2 separate regions of the Sus scrofa genome follow, and region 1 is linked to region 2. Evidence: chromatin contacts called from public HiChIP or PLAC-seq data. All regions are on one chromosome and are shown on one strand. Each heading gives the region's core, a stretch centred on a gene start, on an enhancer-like site or on the middle of the called end of the contact. The rest is flanking DNA. Distances are from core to core; before and after follow the strand shown. Region 1 holds the start of PDGFRA (platelet-derived growth factor receptor alpha). Region 2 has its middle 170 kb from the start of LNX1.

Region 1 (7,221 bases), core at 4,019-6,518, 320 kb before region 2:
TGCCTAGTTCTGTTGGAGAGCAACCGTGAGGCGAGACAAGTCGGTCCAAAACGTTGAGCAATTCGGTCGCGGAGCCAAAAAGCCATTTCCCACACAGCGCAGCCCAGGGCTTTTCCAGGCGCGGCACAGGGCAATCCGGACCTAAGGGTCATTCACGCTCCCTCTCTAGCTCCGGTTTGCCTCTCACCCTTGGCGATCGAGTAAGTGGCTTGCTCTCCCAGGCGCTCTTTCTACACAACCTGAGGGTCTGGCAGGTCCGGGCGCTCTGGCTGTGGCGGAGACAGACAGCGGGCAGGCAGCCCAGCGCTTCCTCCACGGCTGAGACGCATGGCCAGGCCACCGGCAGCTCCTTCACACCTGGCCAGGTAGCGGAGATTCCTGGCCCCCTGAGGCGGCGGTACTCCGGTCGAGCCACACTCCCTCTCGGTCTGAGTTGGCCGAGACCCTTTCCGAACAGAACCGCTGATTCCAGTTGTTTCTGAGCCAAGGGGACACCGCCCGCTCCCCTGGCGCTGCCTGCCGAAGTTAATCTCACGTATAAAAGCCGATTTCCATGGGGATAGTCGGTGGAAGAAGGAGGGGCGCGATGAGACGGCTCTGAAGCGGGCAGAGAAGCCGGCACAGGGAGTGGAATAGATACAAGGGACCCTGAAGAGTGTGAAGCAGCGCAGGACGAGTGCGGGCAGCGATTGCCACGCGTCCCTGCGCGGAAAGTGCCACGCAAGGGGGGGGTGCAGGGCTCGGGTGCACCAGGAAAGTAACAAGGACAGTTCGCCTCCCACCTTCCTGTCTTACCTGGGAAACAAGTTTCTCCGTTCCGAGTTGTCCCTAACTTCCCCCACAAGAAGTTCTGCACTTTTTTTGGCGACCTTCCTTCTTTCCTTCCTGCGGCCAGGACTCGGCAGCAGCAGAGCCCTGGGCTGTGCAGGAACCGTTCCGCGGAGGAAGGGGGCGCGCAGAGATGGGTGGGGGTGGGGACCACTGCGCACAATGAGGGCCCCTTGGAGTGCAGTTCGAAATTCCTCAAACCCCAGTTGCTGGAATGCGAGGCGACGACGACTTCTTCACTCGGGGCCAAATGTGTTTGTCATTACTCCAGACCGCCTGCCTGCCTGCCGGCCCGCCCGCGCCGCCGTCGCCCCCGCGCTAGGGCGCACAACCCTAGCGCTCTGCGGGGCTGGCGCCCGTTCTCCCTCGCAGTTCACTGATCCTACCAAACCACTGGGGAGCTCCCCAAATCCGCGCCCCCTCTGCTTGTCTCGCAGTCGCCACGGTTGTGCTGAGTCTGGCCCAGGCTCACACCGGGCGCAGCGCCGTCCAGTAATTACGCGCTTTGGGTCGGCGCCATGTGCACCCGGCGGGCACCCAAGGTCCGGCCCTCTCCAGCCGAGCCCTTCACGCCTTCCTCCTCCTCAACCCCTTCCGCGCCTCACTCTGCGCTCTTTGCTCCCCACCTCCCTCGGTCCCCGAGCCGCTCTCCACACCACCGGCTGCAGCGTTGTCCCGCCAAACCGCGGGCGAGGAATGAAAATACTCATTAAAAACCTGTCGCCTTCCAGGACCCACTGCCAAGAAGAGGGCAAACACCTCTGCCCCTACTCCCAGCATTACTTGGTGCTCGTCCCAGTATACACGAATACCACCCCCAACCCCCAAAGAAACCTCAAAAATGTAAGCCTAAACAATTTCTTTGGAAGGCCAGAGAGTTGTTAGAAAAACAACTTTTGCTTTTAAAAATAGGTCTGGAAAATGTGTTTTGTTTTGTTTTGTTTTTAATCCCTAGACTTTCGAACTCTATGGTTATCTTCCCTCCAAGTGAAGTTTATTCAAAATAAATTACTCTCTGGACACACAATTGGAATTCGACTCCAATTTTTTTTTCCTCATCGCCCAAGGTTTGAGTGAAGTTATTCACTTCTAGCCCAAAGAGCCTGATCAGGGACTTCTCTTGGAAACAAAAAATTCTTTTTCTCCTCCCTTACCTTCTCCTCCTATGTCAATTCGCAATGAAAATCCTACACATGGAGCAAAAAGTATGTCCACGGCCTTCAGTTTTGTCCTGGAGTCCCCTTCTCTGTTTCTCTCCCTCTAGCTCCAACTGTAATGGGCTCAAAAGCCGCGTTTTGTAATTGATTCAATGTTATAGTCCATCCTTCTAAAACTAATCATTTGCTCTAAGTAAATAGCTGTCAGGAAATGAAGCCCCCCCCTCCCCTTGGCCTCTTCAAAATAAAAGTTTCTCTCGAACTCCGTGCGCTCAGAATCTTCCAGCCTCCAGATTGTGCCTTGGCTTTTCGCTTTTACTCAATCAGGGGGTCCAGCCCCAATCCCCAGACTTCGACAACAACTGGGGGGCGGGGAGAAGCAGACCAGATGGGGTGGGGTGGTGGAAGGGGGAGGTGTTGACGGTCTGCCGGGAAAGAGGTTCGTGAAAATACACACTGCCCATCATTTCCAGAATGAGTTTGCCTCCAGATTTGAGGGATATTTTCTTACGCTGCTATGTTGCTTTGTATTGCCTTCGAAAGGAAGAAAAAGTACACGTAAAATAGCAGTTAATGCTCAGAGAGAATATAAATCTGGAATCAAGAAGTGTCCCTTCTGGAGAAATTCCTAGCCCAACAATAAATGGGGCCATCAGGAGAGGTTTCCAAGCGGTTGTGTGATTTTGAACCTGGGGTCTTTCAGGGAAAGTGCCGTGCGGTTGCTAATCCTTTAATGGGATTAGGCAAACTGTTGAGTCTAATATGAAGATGATGGGTGTTTTGGGGGTTTGTGCGTGTGTGTGTGTGTGTGCGCGCGCGTGTGCGTGTGTGTGTTTAAACGGGTATGAAGGAGGGTACAAAGAGTCGAGGGTCTGCGTAGGTTTGGAACGTTCTCCGACAGAACGACCTTTACTCCCTCGGCGCACTTATCTTGTCATGTCTTTGTTTTCATGGTTATCTGGGCGAGGTTGTCCTGGCTTCTATCACGCACACAAAAAGGCTCAAGCTTGAGCGTTTGGAGAATCGTCTACAGCCAGCCTGCCACCTCTGCGTTCAAGGGGGGAGGGTGCAATTTGACTCCCCCAGCGCTCCCTCCTGCCTTGTGGGTAGGACGGTACCAATGCCCTAGGGTTGAGAGCAGAGCCCCAAATTATGGGGCGGGGAGCGAGGCAAGGGAAGGCACCGAGAGCGAGCGATCCTGCTCGCGAAGGAAAGGGGGCGCTGACGCTCCAGGAACCAGACCTGGATGGAGTGGGGCTTCCGAGCCGGGGCGGGGGGGAGGGGAACACACTCACCTTCCCCGCCTTCTCTAATTTTGAATTTTCTTGTTGGGTAAAGGGACTCATCCTTTATCTCTACTCCCCTGATCTCCCTCTTCCACCCACCCCCGCTTCTGAGAATGGCTAGGGCAGCCTGGTTCAGACTGGGACGTGAGACAGCCATCACCTCCCTCATCAGGAGGGTGAATAGCAGCCTTCGGGAATGGTCACAGAAAAGTACTGTAAGGGGTGCTGTGTTGAACTGGGACCGGTTCCTGGGGGGGTCAGGCTCGGGAAGACGGCATGAGGCTGGGCTTGGGGCCTCATACCCCCAGCCCTTCTGCTCAACCGCCTCTCGTGCATCTTCAGTCCGGGTGACTGCGCTGCTCACTATTACTTCCACATGTTCCTTCAGGAAATCATTGAAGGCGAATGTATGAACAGCCCCTTGTTCGGAATGCTAACAGGATACCGTAATGTTTGTAGATAACGAACGGGGGACTAAAGCCCCCCCCCCCAAATCCGATTGCGGAATAATATGGGAAAAGCGGCTGCCGACTTTAAGCTATTAATAAAGTCAGGCTGAGATCTAAGTTTTTATACCAAGTGCCCAAAAGGGTAGAAGGCGAGGCGAGCCTACCCAGGAAGGCCTGCTTTGCCGCTGCTAAACTGCCAGCCCGGTCACGCCGGGGTCTCCTGAACGCAGGGCCCCAGCGCTCCGCGCCCGCAAATGGTAACTTCACAGTTCATTTCAGAGTCGCTTAAAGGGGCTCGGATAGCGGACTGGGCGCTGGGGGAAAGCGGGGGGGGGGGGGTTCGGCCGTAATTCCTCCGAGTTTAAAAGCAGAGAGAATGGATGAGCAAGTGAGCACCCAGTTGTCCTTCTGGTAGTAATTACCTGCCTAATTTGAATGATGCCTTTGTTATGATCATTAACAAACATTTGCTAAAGGTTTCCATGTGTGACATTCCAGAAGGTTTAAAGGCCTGGGGAGTAGACTCCCGGGAACTGAGCACCGGTGGGGGGTGGCGCAGGGAAGCAAATGGTTGGGGGAAGATTTCGCAGAGTCTGGCCCGAGCAAAGATGGAGAGAGGTCAACAGCTGCCTCGCCTGCAAAAGCAAAATAAACCCAGTGGTCAGAAGCAACCTCGGGGCCGCAGGCCCTGGAAAAGAGGCGGTCTGTTCCTTAAAACGAGTCCTGCCCACCCGCCACTCCCACTACTCATAGGCGGGTTTGAATCCTGCTGTCCGCCCTCCGCCGCCCGGCCGAAGCTTGGAGAGGTTTGGTCTGCTCGCAACAGTCCGCCCTGGGCGTCGCGGGGAGGTGGGGCGAGCAGAGTTTCGATCTCCTGGTGTTGTTCTAAGATCCTTCCAGATTGCTCCCCCGACGCCCGGGATCCTGGGTGGTCCTGGAGCCGCAAGAAGCGCCTCCTGGCCGAGGCGGACTGAGGGGTCTCGTTGGCTTCTGCCCGGTGCATCTCTGGGGACCAGGCCACCCTGTGCGCCCCGAAGAGTAACCTTCGCCGGCCTGGGCAGCTGGACCTAGGTGTCAGCCTGTACCCTGATTTTGATTTTCAAATTGTTGTGTTTTTCCGTGAAGGGATCATCACGGGGTTAAGAATGAGGGTTTTCTCCCCAAACCGGGAGTCGAGGCGGCTTCGATCCTCTGGGACGGAGGCCCAACTGGAGAGCTGAGTCCGGCGCGCACCTTTGGGGAGCGCAGTGGCTCTGGCGTTGTCTTGCGCATCTAGGCCCACGGGCGACAAGGAAATTGGGGACAAGGGTGTAAAGAGATGTAGTAGAGCCAGAGAGCCCCGCAAAGTTTTTTTACAACCAAATCAAAACGGTCACTAAAAACAACAACAACAACAAAATACCCCCCTCCCCTGCCTCCCGGGGCCCCCGTTTTCGGCCCCCACCCCACTCCTGGGTGATCGTAGCTGCAGCTCCTGGCGGCACCACACCTTCGGCCTCCGGGGGCGTTTCCAGCGGAGTTGGCTTTTTGTTTCTCCCCTACTCCTCCCCTGCGCTCCAGCTCCACCCCCCAATTCTTCTTTCCTTGGAGAATTCAGAAGGTCCTTGGGCTTGAGAAGACCTAGGATTGCAGCCGTTGCCAAAGCCGTTAGTTGCCAAAGTCACATTTAAACCAACTTGCGATGGTTTTTTTTCAAATGAAGTTGATGGGGTGGGGCTACGTTTCTAGCTCCCTAAACTGAAAATGAAGGGCCATTTGGTGGTTGGGGGGCCGGGGGGGGGGGAAGAGAGCGCTAAGTGTCCCCTTTCCCACTCCCCTTCAATTCTCGACTGAGCCTGAAAGGGACGCCTCCCTGGGCCCAGCAAAGGGCCTTTCATAGGGAAGGCTCGGAGGAGGCTTGTGGATGTGGCGCACAGATGTGGGGTCCCTGCGGGGAGGCCGGCGTGGACCCCGCCCTTGCCTTGGGTCTGTCCCAGCTGAGGTTTGGAAGCTTGCTCCGAGCCTCCAGCACACTCAGAAAGCAGAGGGGCCCCAGTCTTAGAAAAAGGAGGGAGGGAGTTCCCGTCCTGGCTCAGTGGAGACACATTGGACTAGGAACCATGAGGTTGTGGGTTCGATCCCTGCTGTGGTGTAGGCCGGCAGCTGTAGCTCTAGTTTGACCCCTAGCCCAGGAACCTTCATATGCTGAAGGGTGCGGCCCTAAAAAGAAAAAAAAAAAAAAGAAAGAAAGAAAGAAAGAAAAAGGAGAGGAAACAGTTCTCCGAAAGGGTCCCAAACTAGCCTGTGTACCTTGGGGTGACGGTTCTCTCCAGGACCCGGGGCACCCCTCCTCTTCCACAGGTTGCTGGCCAGCTCAGGGTGCAGTTGGGCTCCTCCAGGCTCTTTCTCCAGAGAGTTGGCTCCAGAGAGAAGAGGAAGCAGTTCCCCCTTGGCTGGAGACCAGAGGCGCCCTCTCCTAGGGTCCTTCACATCTCAGCCTGCTTACCGGCCTGGGGACCACAGACAGTGAGCTGTGTTTCCAGCCCAGCCCAGCCCAGCCCACAGGGGGCCTCCTGCTCAGAGCTGGGAAAGATGAGGTCGCACTGGACCCCCGCTGGATCTGGATTTTTTTGGATACTCTTTCCTAGGAGAGGGCCCCACTTCCTCAATCTAGGGATGCTTTTGTGTCTCCCACCCCTCTCTCTCTCTCTCTCTCTCTCTCTCTCTCTTAGGTCTTAGCTTTTAGTTACTTTTAATTTGAAAACCACATGAGGGGAGCAAGGGGAGGGGGAGGGAAGGAGGAGGTTGGGAGGTCTGCTCTTTATTAGGGGCCTCAGCATCCAGCTTTCCAACACACAGCTGTGGCTTGGGAGGGGCGGGAGGGCTGGCTCTGTTTAGGTCAGCTTGACTGAAGAAAGGACCTTGTCCTCGGGAAGTCTCAGGAGTACAGCAAGGCCCAGTGATTTAAAAAAAAAAAAAATTCGGCAGAAAAGTTGTGAAATGGAAAACCAGTGGAACCACGGTTCCACAACTACATTAATTATAGTACATCAGTTTGCATGTGAGCCACATTAATTAATCACAGTATTATTTTATTTAATCCCCAAGACAACCCTGTGGGTTGTGCGTAATTACCCCCATTTAACGGAGGACCAAATAAAGTCCGAAGGGTTAAGCAATTTGCCTACAGCAGTGCCAGAATCTGCCTAACCATGTCCTGGTTCCAGTTACAGTGTGGCCCAGTCAAGACATGACATGTCTTTGAGCCTCAGTCTTCTCATCTGTATGAATGGGCATAATGTCTGCATTGCATCCCCAGACTGTTGTGAAGCTTAAATGTGGTGAGGTATAAGAAGCCCAAGAAGGACTAGAAAAATTTCATCTTTCTCTTCTTTCTTCAGGCTTTTCCAGAGGCATAGTCACGGTCACACACATTCCCATTTCCTTGCTTCCCTTGGTTTGGCCCCAATGACTAGGGAAGAGCCAGTCCAGTTTTCTAGCTCATTTTCTCAATTCAGGGTG
Region 2 (6,891 bases), core at 1,893-4,392:
ATGTCTGGGAGTGTTCCTTATTCTTCAACCTTTTGGAAAAGTTTAAGGAGGATGGGTATAAGTTCCTCTTCATATGTTTGGTAGAATTCACTTGTGAAGCCATCTGGGCCTGGACTTTCGTTTGTAGGGAGTGTTTTTATTATATATTCAATTTCATTTCTAGTGATGGGTCTGTTCAGTTGATCTATTTCTTCTTGATTCAGTTTTGTGGGCTCTAAGTCTCTAGAAAGCCGTCTATTTCTTCTAGGTTGTCAAATTTGTTGGCATATAATTGTTCATAGTATAGGAAATATATTTTAACATTAAATGAGTAGTAAAATGTGCATAAGAGAAGGAGTAATGAAAGATATGATTCATCAAAAAAAAAGTCAGGAAAAGAGAGAAAAAGAAATATGGGTTACATATAAAATAAATGGTAGGATGGTCAATAAAAACTCTAGTATATCATTAACTGCACTAAATATAAGAGGACTAAATATTCTAATTAAATCAAGTGACATTGTTTTAGTAGTCAGATGGCAGGCAGTGATATTGTAGGTTGGAATATAGTGACTCAAATCTTGCAGTGGCAAACACATTTATCAAAGCTGTACTTGAGCTCATGTGGCAGGAAGACAGATTCTATAACTTCATGGGAAAATTTTGGAAGATAGAATGTTAATAGTGTGTGCTGTTTGTGGCTGGATGTATTATTAGAAGAAAGAGATGAGTTTGGACAAAGATTTGATGATTTGAAAGAATAAATAAAAAGGGATATAAGGAGTCTAGATATTTGGGTACTGAAAGGTTTAAAAGGCCATCTGTTTCACAACCCCAAATAGTAGGAAATAAGACGGAGAAGTCTTTTAAACAACAATGGCTTGTTATGGTTGCAGGTTTATAGCAAAGATCACATTATATGGGTTTTCTATATAAGCCAGATGGCCTGAAGTTGGTTGCCATTAAGTCAAGAGAGAATCATGAGGGCAAGAGAACAAAGAAATGTATCAGGCTTTAGAATTATATCTCAGAACTGACACTTGAAGTTGACAGGAAGCAGACAGATAAGAAACATACTGTATTTTTAAGGAAATTTTATTACCAAAGAAATATCAATAAAGAACCATGAAACTGGACTGAAAAAGCATTTTTCCTACTTGAGAAAAGCCTTTCCTTTCCCCATTTTAAAAATAATATTTGGGGAATTCCTGTTGTGTTTCAGCTGTAATGAACCCAACCAGGATCCATGAGGACATGGGTTCAATCCCTGGCCTTGCTCGGTGGGTTAAGGATCTGGCATTGCTGTGAGCTGTGGTATAGGTCACAGACGTGGCTTGGATCTGGCGTTGCTGTTGTTGTGGTGTAGGCTGGCAGCTACAGCTCTGATTTGACATCTAGCCTGGGAACTTCCATATGGCATGGGTCCAGCCCTAAAAAGATGAATAAATAAATAATAACAGTATTTGGGCCCTACAATTTGTACATGCAGGGACAAGTTTTCATGGCTGGGAAATTCCTTAAAGGGCATTTTTTCTAATGCTCACTTCAGATACAGCCAATGAGGTCATGACGAACATGGAAGAATGTCCCAGAGGATGGAGCCATGAATTATGGAGAATAATAGACCTCTGTCTAATATGCTCATAGGGAGGAAAATCAGGGTCTAATCAAGATAACTATTCTGTCTTCAGAACAGAGATTTTTATATATCTGTCCAGTGAAATTTCATCATTACTATGGCATATTTATGCTGTGTATTCCTCATGATTTTTTTTGTGAGGAGAAGTTTTCATTGTGGTTACTCTGTCTCTACTCCCCACTGTGTAGTTTTATGTGAGCATGTGTGAGATATTTTGATCCCAGGGGGTTGGATCACACCTGGATGTGATTGCTAGACAACAGAGAGGAGTCTGCATCCTCTGGAGGTCCTGGACATTGCAGTGATTTGATGGGGCTTTGGGTTGTCTCAATGTGGAGGAAAACTATTTGTTGTTGATGTGAGAGGAAAAGTGAGATGGATATTTGGTGACTTAAATGTTGGACAGTGGCAGAGAATGGTTTGTGTTCACCAAACCATGAGTTTCCTCCACTTCCTGAGCCCACAGCTGGAAAGATCCCTTGTCCAGCTTTCTGTGTAGTTACACGAGGCTAAGTGCCCAAGTTCTGTGGGTATTAGTGCTTTATGCCACTTCTAGTTCTGGCCCGTAGAAACCTCACGTGGTCTTCCATCTTCTCTCTTCATCTGTAAGCTGATTGGAGGTCAATGCCTAGGGGGACTTTGGAAGACATATTGATGGTAGAGCCTCCATCAACCTGGGTCCCTGAATGACTGCATGGAGCCTCCCTATCACCCACCCCTACCCGCTGGCCTTTACAAACTTCTGTTGTATTAAGTTGAAGACCTTTTCGGGTTTATCTCTTTCAGCAGCTGCCAGCGTTTCCTTCAAGTTACCCACTACATTTTTTGACACCCCTTAATTTGTGTTACACATCAGTGGTAGAGAGAGCAAAGAATGAGCTTTGACTCTGGGCAGTCAATAGTATGGAAAAAGTGGATTACCTTGCCAGTTTGGACACCCCAGAGAATTGAAAGAGGCAAAGCATATGGTCATGGATCCCACTCTAGCCATTGGGTGGAGAGACATTTTACGATCCCCTTTCTGAGCCACCCCCCACAGCCTTAAAATTCTTTGTACAATTCCAGTCATTGAAGTGGTGGCCAGGATTGTGGAGAGAACCTCCCCTTAATGGCATTCAGAAGCTTTATTCTTCAGTGGATATGCTTACAACAAACCCCTCAAACCCCTCTTAGAACAGTTTTCAGCAAATGGGGTCAACCAATTTTTCCATGGAGCGCAAATCCTGGAAATGTCTGACTAACTCTAGCATCATGTCTTAAGGGGGTAAAATAGTTTTGCTATCTGGCCCCAGGAATGTAGGCGTCCTAATTTGAAGTAATAGGAGTGTTTTTGTGTGTTTTTATGTTTTTCTTGGTCAGCTCTACAGTCATCTCATTCTGCAGCCAGAAGCAATTTGTTTCTCTGAAACCATCCAGCTTACACGTTTTGCTTTCCAACCAGGAAGGGCGTTGCGGGGAACAGTCCTGTCTGACACAGCCTGATTCATGATTGCGTTAGGGAAATAGTTTCTTGTCATCCTATTAGAATATGAATTTGGCAGTTCAGTTTGCATAAGAACAGTGAAGAATAACGGTGTTGTTGAGCCTGTGTGTGACTCTGTGTGTCTGTCTTTTATTACGCCACGAGACAAAAAAAATATAAGCAGATGCTCAGGGCCGTGGAGCACATAAGCTTTGTCATGAAAACGGGAAGCAGGTTTTCTCGGAAGGCTGAGTATAGGCCCCATTAAACAGTTTTGAATCTCATGATCTATTTAGGAAGTCTGATAGGAGAAAGCATAATCCCAACTGGCTGACTCAACTATAGAAGGGCCGGCAATATGAGGTTGTACTTGATTTTTGTTGGTGAGAGGGAGCCCTCCACCCCTTCTATTTAAAAATTTTTTTTCCCTCTTTTTAGGGCCACACCTGTGACACATGGAAGTTCCCAGGCTAGGGGTCAAATCAGAGCTGCATCTGCCTGTCTATGCTACAACCACAGCAACGCCAGATCCGATCCTCGTTTGCAGCCTATACCGTAGCTCGCAGCAATGCCACATCTTTAAACCCATTGAGCAATGCCAGGAATAGAACCTACTAACTAGTTGGGTTCTTAACCTGCTGAGCTACAACGGGAACTCCTGACCCATACTTCCTAAATGTTTGAGGAAGATAACTTCAGAGAGCTGGTCTCTGAATTGTATTATGCCATTCATCTGAGAGATTCAGGAAGGAGAATTTGTGATTTGGGAATCTGGCAATGGAATCTTACCGCTGCACTTTGCGACAAGGCTGAGATTGATCCAGTGGCGAATCCTTTCATTCACCAGGTATTTTCTGAGCAACTGCCCTGGGAAGGCTCTAAGACAACCCTGGGGATATGGTGCAGAGCAATGCAGAGAGCTTCAGCCCCCGTGGAGTTTATAGCCCCATGGGGGGGTTGGTGGTGGTGGTGGGGGAAATGGATCAATACAGAGACTCAGTCACAGGGAAGTGTAGGGAACGCTGTGAGATGGGTAGTCTATTTGCTAAGGGAGGCCAGAGAAGGGTCAGCCAACCCAGCTTTGTGGAAGGGTCGGGGAAGGCTTCTTGGAAGAAGTGATGTCTAGACTGTGACATAAGAGATGAGGGGGAAGGAGCTAAGCCTAGGGCTGGGGTCAGGGTCCCTGGTCAGGGAAATTTGGTGAGGGAAGGGAATGTGCCAGAGAGTTGTAAATAGAGGGGATCTTAGAGTAAATTGGAGGAATTGCAAGAAAGTAGCAAATGACTAAATTTGAATATGTGAGGCAGGAAATTTTGAAATGTGAGTGAGCACAGGAGTTGGAGCTTGCTGAGCCTTGTGGAATATTTTTAAAGAGGCTGGACTTTATTTCATGAGAGAGGAGAGTTATTGAACAAGCCTAAAAATAGCTTGACTTCTTAATTCAATTGCTGCACAATTCCTGTTTCTGCAGAGGAGTAAGAAAGAGGGAGGTAGAGCCAAGTTAGCCTCGTCAGATGCACAGAATGGGGAGCTGGAGGTGGCAGTGTCAGCAGGAGAGCTCTGGGCTTACAGGTCCTCAGGACGGGGCTGCTGGAATGTCTTTCTTCCAGCCTCTGCCATGGGCCAATTTTGTCCCATTTCCCCACAGATATTCTTTCTAGGCATCTAACCCACTCTAAGTGATCTGTGCTGGTGTTCCTATGCGAATCAGTAGAAATGAATCCTACTAGCATCCATGAGGATGTAGGTTCAATTCCTGGTCTTGCTTAGTGGGTTAAGAATCTGGCATTGCTGTGAGTTGTGGTGTAGGTTGCAGACATGGCTCAGATCCTGCATGGTAGTGACTGTGGCATAGGCAGACAGCTGTAGCTCTGATTCGACCCCTAGCCTGGGAACCTCCATATGCTACAGATGTGGCCCTAAAAAGCAAAAAAAAAATTTATCTGTGCTAACAAGGTGGAGATGAGGAGTAAATACTGCACAGGGGTAGGCAATCCTAAACCATCCAACAGATTTTGGAATGTGACCACATGAATAAGCATATATGTGAGCATGCGCACATATCTTCTCCTACTCACCTGGGTGTGTACTCTTTTCTTATTTTTTTATTGAAATATAGTTGATTTACAATGTTGTGCTGGTTTCAAGTATATAGCCAAATGATTGTTTTATATTTATAAAAATATATTTATATTTATATTCTCTTCCATTATAGGTTATTACAAGATAGTCAGTGTAGTTCCCTGTGCTATATAGTGACTCCTTGTTTATCTGTTTTATATGTAGTAGAGTGTATATGTTAATCCCAAACTCCTAATTTATCCCTTCCTCTATTCCCTTGGTAATCACAAATTTGTTTTCCGTGTCTGCGAGTCTATTTCTCTTTTGTAAATAAGTTCATTTGTATCATTTCTTTAAGATTCCATTTGTAGCATTTTAAAGATTTTGGTGATAAGTGATAACATATGATCTTTGTCTTTTTCTGACTTTCTTCACTTAGTATGATAATTTCTAGGTCCACTCAGATTGCAGCAAATGGCATTATTTCATTCTTTTTTATGGCCGAATAGTATTCCATTGTATATATGTACCACATCTTTATTTATTCATCTGTCAGTGGACACTTAGATTGCTTCCATGTCTTGGCTATTGTAAATAGTGCTGCTATTAACATTGAGGTACATGTATCTTTTTAAATTATGGTTTTCTCTGGCTATATGCCCAAGAGTAGGATTGTAGGATCATACGGTAACTCTATATTTCAGTTTTTAAGACTCCTCCATACTGTTCTCTGTAGTTGTTGTACCAGGTTACATTCCCACCAACAGTGTAAGAGGGTTCCCTTTTCTCTACACCCTCTCCAGCATTTTGAAGACTTTTTGATGAGAGCCATTTTGACCAAGGTGAGGTAATGCCTCATTGTAGTTTTGGTTTGCTTTTCTCTAATACTTAGTAACATTGAGCTTCTTTTCATGTGCCTTTTGGCCATCTGTATGCCTTTTTTGGAGAAAGCTCTATTTTGATCTGCCCATTTCTTTTTTTGATTGGGTTATTTGTGGGGTTTTTTTTTGATATTGAGCTATATGAGCTATTTGTATATTTTGGAGATTAATCCCTTCTTGGTCACACTGTTTACAAATATTACAGACCAATATCACTGATAAGCATAAATGCAAAAAACTTCAACAAAATGCTAGCAAACTGACTCCAGCAATACATTAAGGAGATCATACACCTTGATCAAGTAGGATTTATCCCAGGGATGTAAGGATTCAGTATCCACAAATCAATCAGTGTGATACATCACATTAGCAAATTGAAGAATAAAACCATATGACCATTGCAATAGATGCAGAAAAAGCTTTTGATAAAATTGAACATCCATTTGTGATAAAAAACTCTCTAGAAAGTGGGCATAGAGGGATTCTACCTCAACACAATAAAGGCCATATATAGCAAATCCACAGCTAAAATTATACTCAATGGTAAAAAGCTGAAAGCATTTTCCTCTAAGAATCATGAACAAGACAGAGATGTCTGCCCTCACCACTTTTAATCAATATAGATCTGGAAGTCCTAGCCACAGCAATCAGAGAAGAAAAAGAAATAAAAGGAACCCAAATTGGGAAAGAATATGTAAATCTGTTACTCTTTGCAGATGACATGATACTATACATAGAAAACCGAAAAGATGGTACCTGAAAACTACTAGAGATAATCAATGAATTTGGTAAAGTTTCAGTATACAAAATTAGTACACAGAAGTCTATTATATTTCTATACACAAACAATGAAAGAGCAGAAAGAGAAA

The links. HiChIP or PLAC-seq counts read pairs in DNA pulled down with a chosen protein or histone mark.
Region 1: a contact with region 2 is called in an H3K27ac HiChIP or PLAC-seq map of skeletal muscle, with 13 times the contacts expected there. The contact joins two enhancer-like sites. A contact is called at or near these places in 6 of 47 Hi-C or Micro-C datasets (adipocytes, embryonic fibroblasts, fibroblasts and 2 more) and 1 of 2 datasets of contacts at active chromatin or transcription factors (skeletal muscle).

The regions. Positions count from the first base shown.
Region 1 is chr8:40,961,443-40,968,663 of Sscrofa11.1, reverse strand. PDGFRA (platelet-derived growth factor receptor alpha) reads right to left here and starts at 2,096. Exons shown (of 24, transcript NM_001315756.1): 1 at 1,983-2,096. Within about 2 kb of position 5,268, at least 16 of the 83 cell types and tissues checked have an H3K27ac peak or open chromatin away from gene starts, as enhancers often do.
Region 2 is chr8:40,641,017-40,647,907 of Sscrofa11.1, reverse strand. No RefSeq gene overlaps it. Among named protein-coding and RNA genes, the nearest start is that of LNX1, 170 kb to the right of the region's middle. Within about 2 kb of position 3,142, at least 15 of the 83 cell types and tissues checked have an H3K27ac peak or open chromatin away from gene starts, as enhancers often do.